Linked DNA regions of Mus musculus: region 1 is linked to region 2. Evidence: chromatin contacts called from public HiChIP or PLAC-seq data. All regions are on one chromosome and are shown on one strand. The core of a region is the stretch at or near the end of the contact, and the rest is flanking DNA. Distances in the headings are between cores, read along the strand shown. Region 1 overlaps Nfib (nuclear factor I/B). Region 2 overlaps Nfib (nuclear factor I/B).

Evidence for each region. HiChIP or PLAC-seq counts read pairs in DNA pulled down with a chosen protein or histone mark.
Region 1: an H3K27ac HiChIP or PLAC-seq map of hepatocytes shows a contact between it and region 2, with 2.7 times the contacts expected there. The contact joins two enhancer-like sites. A contact is called at or near these places in 5 of 484 Hi-C or Micro-C datasets (cortical neurons, embryonic fibroblasts, embryonic stem cells and 1 more), 5 of 115 datasets of contacts at active chromatin or transcription factors (cardiomyocytes, embryonic stem cells, fibro-adipogenic progenitors and 1 more) and 2 of 9 other capture datasets (adipose tissue and embryonic stem cells).

The regions. Positions count from the first base shown.
Region 1 is chr4:82,484,450-82,491,376 of GRCm38.p6, forward strand. The region is part of intron 2 of Nfib (nuclear factor I/B); the gene reads right to left. It also overlaps 2310067E19Rik. Among named protein-coding and RNA genes, the nearest start is that of Nfib, 18 kb to the right of the region's middle. Within about 2 kb of position 1,937, at least 6 of the 459 cell types and tissues checked have an H3K27ac peak or open chromatin away from gene starts, as enhancers often do. A contact at or near this core is called in hepatocytes, where this site is marked.
Region 2 is chr4:82,360,823-82,367,339 of GRCm38.p6, forward strand. The region is part of intron 3 of Nfib (nuclear factor I/B); the gene reads right to left. Among named protein-coding and RNA genes, the nearest start is that of Nfib, 140 kb to the right of the region's middle. Within about 2 kb of position 4,374, at least 30 of the 459 cell types and tissues checked have an H3K27ac peak or open chromatin away from gene starts, as enhancers often do. A contact at or near this core is called in hepatocytes, where this site is marked.

The sequences.
Region 1 (6,927 bases), core at 687-3,186, 120 kb after region 2:
AAAACCTAAATTGTCTATTTTCGTTCCTTCTAAAAGGATTAAATAACAGAATTCTAAATGGTTTGTTTGCACTTTCCATGCAATATGTAGATTAACCATGAAATTCTGTTTGGGACACTTTGACATCTGTTTTCAGTGCGTTACAATGAAATCTGGGGACTTGATACATACATTTGCTGTAATAAAACTGTCACTAATCAGTGTTTTCCAAAATATTGCCCATAACTATTACTATTCAGTAGTCTCATTTGCATGATCTAATACTGTTGCTACATCGTGTTTTTCCCTGACAATGTGGTAGCTGGTCCCAGGCACGTGACATAAAATGGCTGTACCCCACTCAGTAATCACAGGATTTTCCACACTCCTCTGCACAGGCGATGCAATCTGTCCTATGATGGACCAATACTTCATCCTTCCTGAGATTCGTTTCCTGGAACTAGAGCACCAAAGATGAACTCACATCCCAAGTGTGGAACATTCAAGGACAGTAAGGAAGTCTACACTGATGAGAAAACCCTGCCTCATGGGGCTTGTACCACAGGAGACATAAACATAATCCTAACCCAGGAGCCCTTTCAACAAAACCGTAATGATGTTCTTTGAACAGTGAATGAAAGATAAATCTTTCACTAGCACCATTCCCATGACCTACAGAAGCAGATCGGACCAGACTTTAAAACTGAGTCTGCTTCAGCTCTCAAGGACAGACCAGAGGTTGTACCAATGACAGATACCATAACCACAACTTACAAGGCATCAATAGCTGCATAAAGGTTTCTGTTCACATTACATGTATGTCTCATACATCTACCACACATGGATCTCAGCAAAAAAAAATCCAATTCTAAGAATACAAACACGGTATTCAGCAAAGAAAACTTGCAAGTTGCTAAAAATATTTTTCTACCTACTCTCATTCTAAATGAATTCCAGATTTTATCAGTATTTGGAACTGTGTTCATATTGCTAGAATCTAATACAATTTCATTTTGTCCTCCCATGAACTCATCTTAAATCTAAAATATGTTTCTCCATACACATGTTTTATATTATACGAATGTTGGATACAAAAAGCAGATTAACTGTGAGCCCTAATGCTGTGTTTGTTAGTACTGAGAAGTCATTCCAACTGTTCCAAACGGGATTAATGCCGTATAACAAGTCTATTTAATTATTGTAAGACCAGTGATCCTCATATTACTATAAGCTGCTTTTCCCTTATTTGGAGACTATAAATGGAACCAAAATTGCACATGATAACTACAGGTCATACCCTGCAACATGATGCTTGACGTGGTAGGAATAAAAGAGACACTGCAGCAACTCTGAGAAGCTACAGAACACAGCCAGTGTTTAGGATCCATGTGGATGTTCTCATTGTAGCATCTCATTAACTTCTATTAGAAGTGTACACAAAGCTCTTCAAGAGCATTGGGAAGACACAGTAACAAATGTTACAAATGTTATCAGCAGCAATCCGATTTGAGTGTTGAAAACTTGAGGATACACTGTGTTCTAGGAACTCACTTTTATAGATCTCTCTGTATCCTGTGAACAGCAACTGAATGCCAGTCTCTTCTCAAAAAGAAAAGGCACAGCACAGATCATTAGCACTTCTGGACCAGAATCCAAGCAAGCCGATCAATGTTCTGATGTGCACACCCTAGTTACCCTTTAACTACTAGACAAGTGTGGAACAACTTCTCCTTCTGAGCCCTGACTAGAGCCATTAGGTCTATGATAAACACCATGGTCAAGCCCTTCATGTAGGAATATGTTTCTTCTGCACATACCATCAGCCTAACATATAATTTAAGATACTTCCCTCTTAATCTCCACAGTTTCCAAACTGCTCTGCAAAGTGAGTGAGAGGAACAGTCCACTGGCCACAGAGAGCAGGATCATCCCGTTGCCCAGGAATCTGGCATACCAATTTAGCTCCACGCCCATGGGGAGCCAACGAACCAGAGTCACCTAAGTCAAACGCTGATCCCTCATGGTGGGGAGAAGCCAATGTTTTAACCATTTCTCCTTTGACTTCCAGTTGCTCTTAGTAAAAGTGAAATTGCTCTAAGCAATAAATACTAAGTTCTTCCCTCTAGAGGTCATTTAATTAATTTTCGGAAAGCCACAAAAAGGAGGAGTAGGAAGGCTGACTTGAAGAGTCAGCCGGCAATAGAATCAAAACAATCCACGTAAGCAATTAAACTGTCTGAGGCTCTGACCCAACTAAGGGTCACGGGACCTTTCTGACTGAGAGTCTCAAGACCAGCAGCTCGCTCATTTTAACTAGCCGTTCAGCCTTGTCATATCCACACTTCTGTCCAACCCAATCTACAATGTAAACGAAGCTCTTCCAAGTGTGGGTGACTTCATCTTGATACACAGGAGAGATCCACGTTCCACAGCAGGGTAACAAGTTCACTTCAAGGTTTGACTAGGACACTCTTTATCAAACACGGGTCAAGCTTTTGATTCAGGAAGCCACAAAGAAAATGATTTTACTCCTTTCCCTAAAATATTCCTAGATGCATTAAGGAAACTCAAGAAAATCTGAGGACTCCTGAAATGATACAGTAATTTAAGTGTATTTCAAAACCTTATAGGATCAGCTAACTGTATATGCCTACCTTCAAAGTTCTTACTAGCAAGGACCCATACACGGGCGTATTGCTGGAACATTGCTTCCCCCATCCTCTCTCTTTAGGATGTTTTATTTTTGCTGGAGATAGCTACTAACACAGTGATGAGTACTTGTTTAAATATTCACATATTCCTTCCCTCCATGCTCAGGTAGTCTATACACTATATTCCTTTATATAATAGTCGGCCATCACTGGAAAGAGAGGCCCATTGGACACGCAAACTGTATATGCCCCAGTACAGGGGAACGCCAGGGCCAAAAAAATGGGAATGGGTGGGTAGGGAAGTGGGGGGGAGGGTATGGGGGACTTTTGGGATAGCATTGGAAATATAATTGAGGAAAATATGTAATAAAAAATATTTAAAAAAATAATAATGGCTATTAAATGAGTGCTCTACTTACATGATTACACAAATCCTAAAATAGTCATTAGAAATCCTAGTTTATCAAAGAGAAAAATCAAAAGACTTGACCAAAGTAACAAAGCTCATAAAGGCAAGAGCAGAACTGTGTTAATCATAGGCATGTCCTATGTTTAAGAGACTAAATGCTTATATACTGCTTAGTAGTTGGTGTCACCTTGACAGAGTCACCTGAGAAGAGGAAGCCTCAATTGGAGACAATCTCTATCACATTGGTCTGCACATGTCTGTGAAGCATTTTCTTGACTGTTAACTGATATTAGAGAGCCCAGTCCACTCTGTGCAGCACCATCCCTATGCAGGTGGGACTGGGCTAGATAAGAAAGCTAACTGAGCAGAAGTCAGAAAAGAAGCAAGCCAGTTAGTAGCATCCCTCCATTTGTTCCTGCTTTAGTTCCTGCCTTGATTGACTACCTTCAGCGGTGAAATGTTACCTGGAAACAGAAGGTGAGATAAACCCTTTCTTCCCCAGGTGGCTTGGTCATGGGATCTCATCACAGCAACAGAAAACAAACCAGTACAGTTTATGTGTCCCCAAAACTCCTGTTTAAACCCTAACCCTGAAGATGATGGTATTAAGAAACACATTTGGTACCAAATTAATTCAGGAGGATGGACCCCTCACCAATGAAATTAGTGGGTTGAAGAGATATCCCAGTGGGTTTTCTGACAAGACACTGGAGGAGAGGATCAGCGACCCAGAAAGTAGCTTTCCCTGGACACTGACCCTGGACTAACCATCTCCAGAACTGTGAGAATGAAGTAGTTTGTGGTCTGTCAGCCAGTCTGTCTGCTACTTCACTATAGGAGTCCTAATGAAGACACTTCTTTATAAATCCTAAGAAAGCACAAGGAAAGTAGATCTTCTGAACTGCAAAAGAAATCCAAAATTCAAAGAATGACAGATTTTCATCTATAGATTAATCACTAACCTACAATTTTGAGTAATTGGAAGATAACTCCCTCCTCGATCCATAAGTCATCCATCCACTCAATTCCTGCCAAGCAGGAATTTCTTTCTTTTCCCCTGGTTTCTCTTCTTGAAACCCAAACACACATGTGCATACCCCAGCACCCACTAATTATCCATGGATCAGAAACTGAACCTCTTCAACTCAACAGCTGAGGTCACTTTAGCAATCTCTAAAGATCTGAGGAATATGTCTGAAAAAACATCAAGGATGTTTTTTTAAAATCCTTCACACCTCAACTCCGCTGGCATGTGACCCACGAACTCAATATCCACTCCAGGTGTGCATTACCTGTGGGATACCCGTGAATGAACAGAAAGGCCTGTGGGCTCAGTCCCCCTCTGACAGGCTTCTATAAGAGGGAGTCTGGGATTGTGATCAGGTCCTTGCCCTCTGAATACTAAGATGCATTATCAACAGGGTTAAAGTTTAAAACCATTCAAATTCCTTGATGTCTGAACATCCCTACAAGAAGACAGTTTAATACAACCACTAAAAGATTTTCTTTTTAAAGAAAGTTTCTCACCACTATTTGTAGAAAACAATTTTTTTTTTAACAAGAACCCTCAATGCTAGTGTTTTCCCAGGGCCTCACTACCACACTGGATCGTATCTGTTGGTGCAAACAGTGTGCAGCACAGGAGAAAACTGCACATCTTAACTTAAACTTCCTTCTTTCCTGTAATAATTTAAAAATAAAATGTAACGGTTTGCATTTTAAACACTTAATCTGGAAAATATAGGAAAAAATCACGAACTATAACGTCATATTTGGCAACGAAAAGATTAGTAGGATAAAAATATCTGTGTTTTTTAACGTTTTAGAAGACATTTCCAATATTTTTAAAATAAAATTATTTCACTGCCTTGAATGGGAACCAAGGTAAAATTTGCCATTTTGAACATGGGGTTTTTATGAGAAAAACAATTTTATGCTCATTAAGGTAAACATTAAACTTATATACTGCCAAAAGCCCCCTCAGAAATAAAATCTTCACATTCACTTCTACGGGTCACTACTATGTCATGAAACTTAACCATTTACCTCAGTAAGAAAAGGTTTCCCTTAAAACTCTAACATGTTGTGGAAGATAGTCCACCCACTTTAAAGTGCTCACTTCTAATCTTTCCAGTGCCAAACAATAATGATAGTGCCAAGTCTAGGTTAGTTGTTCTAAGGTTAGTGACCTGATAGCCATGCGCATAACTAAATATGTCGCTTTAACCTATATAATGACAATAAAATGCTCTTACTGTAACAGCTAAAAGTGTTGAAAAATAATTATTAAGGAAGCCATAAATGGAAGGGACTAAGAAGTAAGGCTCAGAGGAATGGGGGAAGGGCACTGTGACAAGTCAACACAAAACACACAAGTTGGAAACCCACAAAGAATTGATTCAAATCCCTCCAGATTCCAGAACACAATCCCCCACCTCCACCATAGCCGGCAAAGCAGCAAATTTGTCCCCATCACTGTCTGCAAACAAAGGAAAGTCACTTCTGCAGCCAGACCATGTCAAACAGAAGATGTAGCTACTGCAGAGGGACGCCTTGAATCCACTGGTGTGTAAAGTATGGGCTGGGGCCTGTTTGTCAGCTATTACCATAAAAGAATAAGAGGAAACAGTGACATTACTGCACAATAGAAAGGTCAAACAGCTTGCAGCCATTTCATGACCCAGACAAGTCAAGGTCAAGGGATTCAGGTAGCAAGTTAGCCAGGGCATAAGTTACAGCCCAAATGAATTGTTTTAACACATCAGCTTTGGTCAATTAAACCTAACAAGGCAAGTTGCATCCCGTAGCAGAGTTCCTGACACCAAGGCCAGAAGCTGAGACCAACCTCATAAAACAAGGCTTTTAACATAGCATAGCAAATTTAGGCTAATCCATCCAGAAACTGCAGATGTCAGAAGAATAAAATACAAGTTGTCCTAAGCAAGAACATTTTTCACACTTTAGAATTCACTAATAGATGGGTACAGCCTTCATACCCGCATTCCTACAAACACTAGTAGAGTCTGCAACTTATATGAATTACCAAATACCCTCTATTTCAAGTAACTTTGTTAACATCTCTATGCCTGGTCAGGTTTATTTTCCCTACTCTCAAGCGGCTACTGTTAAAACTATTCCATGTTTGTCTGCATTTTTCCAATATAAATATACAAAATCAAGCTTTAAAAAAAAAAAAAAAACTACTTTCCTTCCAAATCAGAGTTTGTATTGCTGAATAGTAATTAGTACCTGTTAAATACTTTTTTTAGTTTTATGAAAGACATATTTGAATTTATATAATAGTAAATATGTCTGTGTATTTAAAAAAACAGTGCTTAGAACTTCTTCAATTCCCTCCTTTGAGAAATACTTGAAGGTGACTATAACTTTAAAACTGCATGAACTTAGCATTTACGACGTTCTTCAAAGGCAGCTCCTTTTTCACTTTGTACTTGTTTGAACAAATTCTGTTTTCTGATTGTGCTGTATCAGTAACTTAATGCATGCTCTGAAGTGCCTTAAAATGGGATTCTGAAAATACACAACCTCCAGGCAACTTTTCAGCTCATAAAATTACTTCATCCATCACTCCATATTCCCAATTATATAGTCTTTATTCAAAGTTCTTTAATTTGTCTGTGATTCATCAACAGTGTCCTGCTTAAACTATCATCACAACCAGAGAGACTGTGTGTCTAAGTGTTTTATTATAAACAATGTACTGATGCACATGAATGGCAATCGAAGACTGCTTTGCTTAAATTATAAGAATTTTTTTTTAATGTGTAGCCCTCAACTCAGCCTCAAGGTCTCTCCACCTCAATGGTTAATTGGTAGCCATTTATCCCAATTTTCTGAATAACTTAACAGCCAACAAGCCCAACCATT
Region 2 (6,517 bases), core at 3,124-5,623:
TAAAAATAAGATTATGTAAACAAAAATAACAAAACAAAACAAAAAACCCTTGGGACACAGTGAATCCTTCCTTGCACCAAGCTGAATCTCTGAACCTTAAATTTTCTTTGGCAATTTTCAACACTTTCCTTACTCATGCTACTACTGGATTCCACTCATCGTTTTTTTCCCCCTAAAACTAGATGTTGCAAATGCAGTGAAGCACACAGCGAGCATAGGCTCGGTCCAGGACCCCGGGGAAACCCTAGCTTGCTTGGTAGGTCATTGCATGGTGTCCAGAAGTTTTACAATTCTTTTTCCTATCAAGAGTACATGATGAGAGTTGGAAGATCGTGAATAGCTTAAACTACCACAAAGATAACATAGAAGTCTGAAAAGTTCATAACAGAAGTATTTCTAGAACAGAATACCCCAGCGTCTGAGACTCTGTCACTAGATTGCATTTCACACACAGCTTCATAACTGACCAAGAATCAGATTCAGTACAGGGAGGTGACACATGTGTGGAGAGTCACAGGGAACCATCAAGTGAAAGATCTGGGAGGCAAACCCTGGCCTGAGTTTGCCAGCTAAGAGATGGTGGCCATGTGAGTAGACCTTACTTTGTTTCAGGTTTCTTGTCTATAAATGAGAGAATAAAAAAAAGAAGGAGAGAGGAAGAAAGAGAGAGAGAGAGAAAGAAAGAAAGAAAGAAAGAAAGAAAGAAAGAAAGAAAGAAAGAAAGAAAGAAAGAAAGGAAGGAAGGAAGGAAGGAAGGAAGGAAGAAGAAAATCACCCACCTCCTAGTGTTACTATCAATACAAAGAAAGAAACAGCAGTAACCGGGGTAGCACAGGGTAATAAACCACTACCCCAGTGCACAGGAGGAAGAGGCAGAAGATTCTTCAAGTTGTGACAAAGTGAGATCCTGTCCCAAAACAATGATAAACAGTGGTCAGATGTGAGCGAAACAGTGGCAGCTTCCAGCAGAGCCACACCCTGAGCACTGAGCCGTGCATACTAAACGCTAAACAGCCTCTTATGAGTTATAACGTTTTGCTTAGAAAACTCAGCCACCCAGAGTGCCTAAGAATTGATTGCTGCACAGGCATCAGGGATGTGAAGAGCCAAGCATGTGGGAGCGTGGCTTCACACGCAACCTGTTTAGCCTTTTAGAAAAGCCAAAAGAGCAAAAAGGAGGTACAATGTCTCATTTGATGAGAAAGTCTGAGTCTCAAATTTAGTAGCTACTCTGGAAAAATTTATATATATATAAAACAAAATGTCCCTAACTGATATACTTCTATTTTAAGAAACTGAGCAATGAATTCCTCACTATGTTCAATTTGTTTCAGTTGTTTCAGAGATGACTGAGAAACCAACCAGAACTCTAAAAGGTGTTAGACGTCATAAATGCAAAAAAAAAAAAAAAAAAAAAGGAAAAAAGAAGGGGGTAGCATTGATACCATTCTCCTGGATGGGAACAAGAGGTTTTAATGCTCCAGGCCACTGCAGATTGTGTAGTTTGGTTGACCAGCTTATTAAAGATGACTTTGAACGCATTTAATATGTCAAGCAGAAGGGCACCGGTTATTTAACATCTCTGCAGCCAATCACTGTCCTACTCTCTAGCTCATCCTGTTACGTGCTGCTTTCAACTCTACATGTCCTGCTGAATGATAACACACCCTGACATTCTCTGCCCTACCCCCATCCTCTGCTTCCTCTGACCCTGGCTGGCAAACATAATGCAGATCCTCTCTGCTCACATCACACCTACTTAGTCCTGATTTTACACATTACACATTCAGATTTTCCAAGATATTTGTTTTCAAGTATTAAATTCTTTGTTGGATTATCAGTTCCTTTATTTAGGGGAGTGACAAGGTTTTGTTTTTCAGCATATCTCCCTGGGCAACTGACTCATTGCCCTATATATAGAGTAACTACTAAACGAACCCAGGACAGTATTTTAAAATTCAGCTTTTAAAACCAAGGTCTTAAATTAACAGCTTAGTGATCTTATAACAAGATAGCTATAGTTGGCACAAAATCGATGGGTACCTCTGCTGGCTCCATCCCTCCCATGAACTTGTTTGTTGAGGGGTTTGTTGTAGGCATGTCTGTCTATTCTGCAGCACATGGGTCCCAACATAGCTATGAATCTGGCCCAATCCATTTGCAGATGACATGTGAGTGTAAAAAGGCTGGACTTTTGGGAAAAAGGAAACTAACACTTAAGGTCAGATTATAGTTCTGGCTCTGTTGTATTTCTTAATGTGTAACCTTCGGCATATAGTTCAATCAATAACCAAAGGATTCAAACAAGAACATAAAAATGCTTGCAAAAATAGATGTGTGAAAGAGGGCCACTTAAATGGCTAAGTAGATAAAGTCACCTGTCACCAAGCCTGACAACCTGAATCTCATCCAGCACGTGTGTGCGCACACGCGCACGCGCACACACACACACACACACAAACTAATAAATGAATAAGAGAATAAGTGTTGAACATTTCAGCATATTTACATGAGTTATATCATGTGATACACATCTCAGAATGTAGTAGGTCTGACCCTAAGTTGAACTTTTCATTGTAACTATGAGTAGTTATGGCTCTACATGTTCCTAAGTCACACAGATTAAGACAGGTGGTATGGGGACAGCCTGAGCCTAATCACAAGGGAGGAATGAACCACCTCCAGGCAGATTTTTTGCAGCAAGCTAGGCAGTCAAACAGGAGATGATGGGGATTCCTCGGTGGTGAGAACTTGAAATCTACAAGTAAAAATGAAAGCTTTTTTTTCCTCTACCAAACTATGAAAAATAATGGAAATATATCAGAACCCAGATGATAAAATGCAACCCCTTAGCATCCACTGAGCTCTGTTGCTGCATAGCACATCAAGAGATCTGATGAAGGGAACACTGGCAAGCAGCCGTAATAATGCCTACTGTCCCTAAGCCCAAAGGCTGGTGGTGGGTGGGAAGCAGGCAACGGTGGTGGCATTTCATGTGTCTTTATACACAGCACAACCTTTTCGATGAACAAGAGTCATCTAAGTCAGACACCGAGAGGAAGAAACAGCCCAGCGCTTGGGTAACTAAGTGCCTGCCCCAGCAGTCAGAAGACAAATACTTGGGCAAGTAACTGGGAAGGATCTTTCTCTCAGTGGGCCTAGAACCCTGCAATAATATAGAGTCAGAGAATCAGCAAAACGCCAGGGTACTGCTGAGGCCATAAAACCTATGGTAGCCTCCAGGCTACGGAGACTTAGAGAAACACAGTCTCACACGGAACGTGGTCTATTGTAAATCTCAACAGCTCATGCAAAGGCCAGATATCTTCAAGTAATTTGGAGAGATTCCCGAGTAAATTCCCTTCATGGACCAAAGGAAATGTGCCCATCTTTGAGGCAGAGCAGCTGCTTAATGGTTATAGAGCAATATTACACAACAGCATAAGCCAGGAAGAAAGAACAACTCCGCATTTGTGTGATGCTGTGTTTACATACATCTATGCTCTTTAAGAAAAAAAGAATTGAGTCGGGAAATAAAGAGCTCCACAAACATAAGAGTCTCAAAGGCAATATCAAATTACATTATTTTACTTCTTTTTTATTTTTCTCTGACAAAACAACAGTAAATCACTACTCAGAAGTTAATATAGTGTTTAACCTCCTTTACAGACAATAACAGAAGGGACACAATGGCATATCTGTTAATATCTCAAATTATAATCAGCACCATTTAAATGTTAAGCAACATTTACATAGAAAATCTAAGGGAAGAATGATAACACTCATTTTTATGGTCTACTGTGTTCTATTCTTGAAATTAAAAAAAAAAAAACCCAAACCACAGGGAAAGCAGTTATTAAATTCATGAGAGCCGTCTTCAAGTATTTGAAGGCAGTTAATGTAGATGGTAGATTAAACTTATGCTGAATAATTCCAGGAACTGTTTCCTGGCTCCATCAACAGATTTACCATCCAATGAGAAAAGTCCTAAAAAGCAATGTGAGACTGCAATGTTAAGCTTAACCAGCACATGCCCAGTGAATGTGCAAAAACCTTCACGGCCACAGCTTGGTAAGGGCCATGACAACGATGGTGCCGTCTTAGAGATAAGGAACTCTCTGACTCTAGAGAGTTGTGTTGTGTCCAAGCCCCTCCACTGGACATGAGAATTCTCATGCTGGGTTAAAAATAAAAGCACCAGCAGAAACAAGAACAATATCTTCTTACTAAAAAGCCCTTTGAATCCCTCAGATTCCAGGTTTACTCCCCCATGTTAACTTTTCTCACACTGTGCTTTCAAAGGACAGGTGTCATCTAGCCTTTGATTCCAACAGTTTGTTTCCATCAACAGAAGAAGATGACGCAACTCCTCATTTATGGGAGCCAAGGGGATGTGGGGAAATGACCTCACAGGTCTCTCAGCACCACAGACCACAACTAAGGCACTGCTGCTTTTCTGGTAGAGGTGTTATGTACACAGCTCTACTCTGCCTCATCAAACTGATCAGAAACATCTATGGTTGAATCCAGAAGTAGATCTGAGTCTCAATGACAGCCACAAAAACATTCTAACATCTAGAAATAGTTTGTCTTTTAATAAAAAATGCAAGTCCCCGAAGCAAAAATCTAGTGTTAAAAGAAAAATCTCCGGTATTTACAGACTTGGACAGTGCTGGGTATATTTTTAGTATTTCCTTCCAGTTCATAAAACTTTCTCCTGCATGTCTAATACATATAATTATGTGGTTTTATAAAAATTAAAACAAAATTTATTTAAACATATCCATATGCTAAAATTTTCCTTTTGATGTCCTATCCTTTCCTGTTCCAGAAGCACGGTTTCTATGACGACACTGCATACTTGATATGACCATTCTCTTGGTCATTCTCTTACTGTTTGGCATTTTAGGTTCCCTTTTTTTTTTTTTTTTTTTTTTTTTTTGGTTTTCGAGACAGGGTTTCTCTGTGTAGCCTTGGCTGTCCTGGAACTCACTCTGTAGACCAGGCTGGCCTCAAACTCAGAAATCCGCTTGTCTCTGCCTCCCAAGTGCTGGGATCAAAGGTGTGCGCCACCATAGCCCAGCTTATTTCCCATTTTTAACAAATACTATAAAGAGCACCACCACTAAGATCCTCACGCACAAATCTTTGTCAGCAATTCCCATGATTCCCTTTGGCTGGAGTTCTCAGAAGATGGCTTACCAGGTCAAAGAATATGCTCTCCCAAAGCTCTTGCTCAAAACTACCCGGCTGCTCTCTATGAAGGTTTCTGCCAGTTAGATTCCCCCCGGGCACACTGCAAGTTTGCCACCCCAGCACCTCGTGTGGCTCACTAGAAACGGCTTGTCGTTAACTGTGGCAAGTTGATCTGAGCAAGACATCTCAGAAGGGATACTGTAATTTCCATCTACTTCATTAGAAAAACTGGATTTATTTTCCGGGGTCAGTGGGACAACAGATACATATGTATTATTTCTTTGTCAAGAACTTTGAAAATAGAGCTTTTGGAAAAACAAAAGGAATATAATCCAGAATAAAGTCAAACACTAAAAGTATGTAAACCAGGAGTGTACTAACAGGAACATTTATGCTGAATATTACTTCTAAACTATTGTAGTGAAAGACATTTTTGTGAATATTTTTCTTGTCATTTGAATAAAGCCTTACTAATCTTCCCCACTTAATATTTTTCTCTGAATACAATGGCCTTTGGCTTATCAAACTGCTATGAGACAACAATGGTCCCTTCCATCATTCGCAGATGCTCTACAGTATTAGAATTATGATCCATGTTCATCAAGGAAGACAGTTCTGTCCACTTAATGATAAACCAGTTCCCTCTGAGTTTTCTATGTGTGTTTGGAGGAGTACTGTGGCAACTTTGTTCCTGTGAAATTATCATACCAGAGTGATGGGGACGAATCACAAAACGGATCGGAAGACAAAACAACGCCTGGCTTGAGGCCTGGCTTGAGAGACCTTCCTAAAGGTTTAGGGGAAACTCCCTGATGAAATCATCTTCTAGCCTGTGTCTGTTTCTCAGACAAAACTGTGTGGAAAACTGACTTGTTTTCTACTTCTGAGATAGTTTCTATATTCAAAATTATATATGATAGAGCCCTATCTTGTCAACTGCCTTGAACTTTCCAAGGCAAATGTTGGGAACAGTGTTTAGTGACTGGAGACATAAATCTTTACAAAGATGCTTTTTTTGAATTAGGATTCAGTCTCAGTCTATAGTCAAGATTCATATCCTAAAATTCTGATCTTAATTTTTTTTTGTGTGGTATCAGAGAATCAATAGGGCTGCATGTATGGTACAAAAGTGTGCCACCAAGCTATGTTCCTGTCCTGCTAACATTAATTTAGAATTAAGATTATCCTTCAATATCAATTCTGAGTAGTGACTGAATTAAGAAGTCAGATCACAAATATACAATTTTATATTCACTCTAGGAAATTCTTCACTTTTTGAGAAGAGGTATTTTATAGTAACTAATGAGCACTTGCTCTGCAT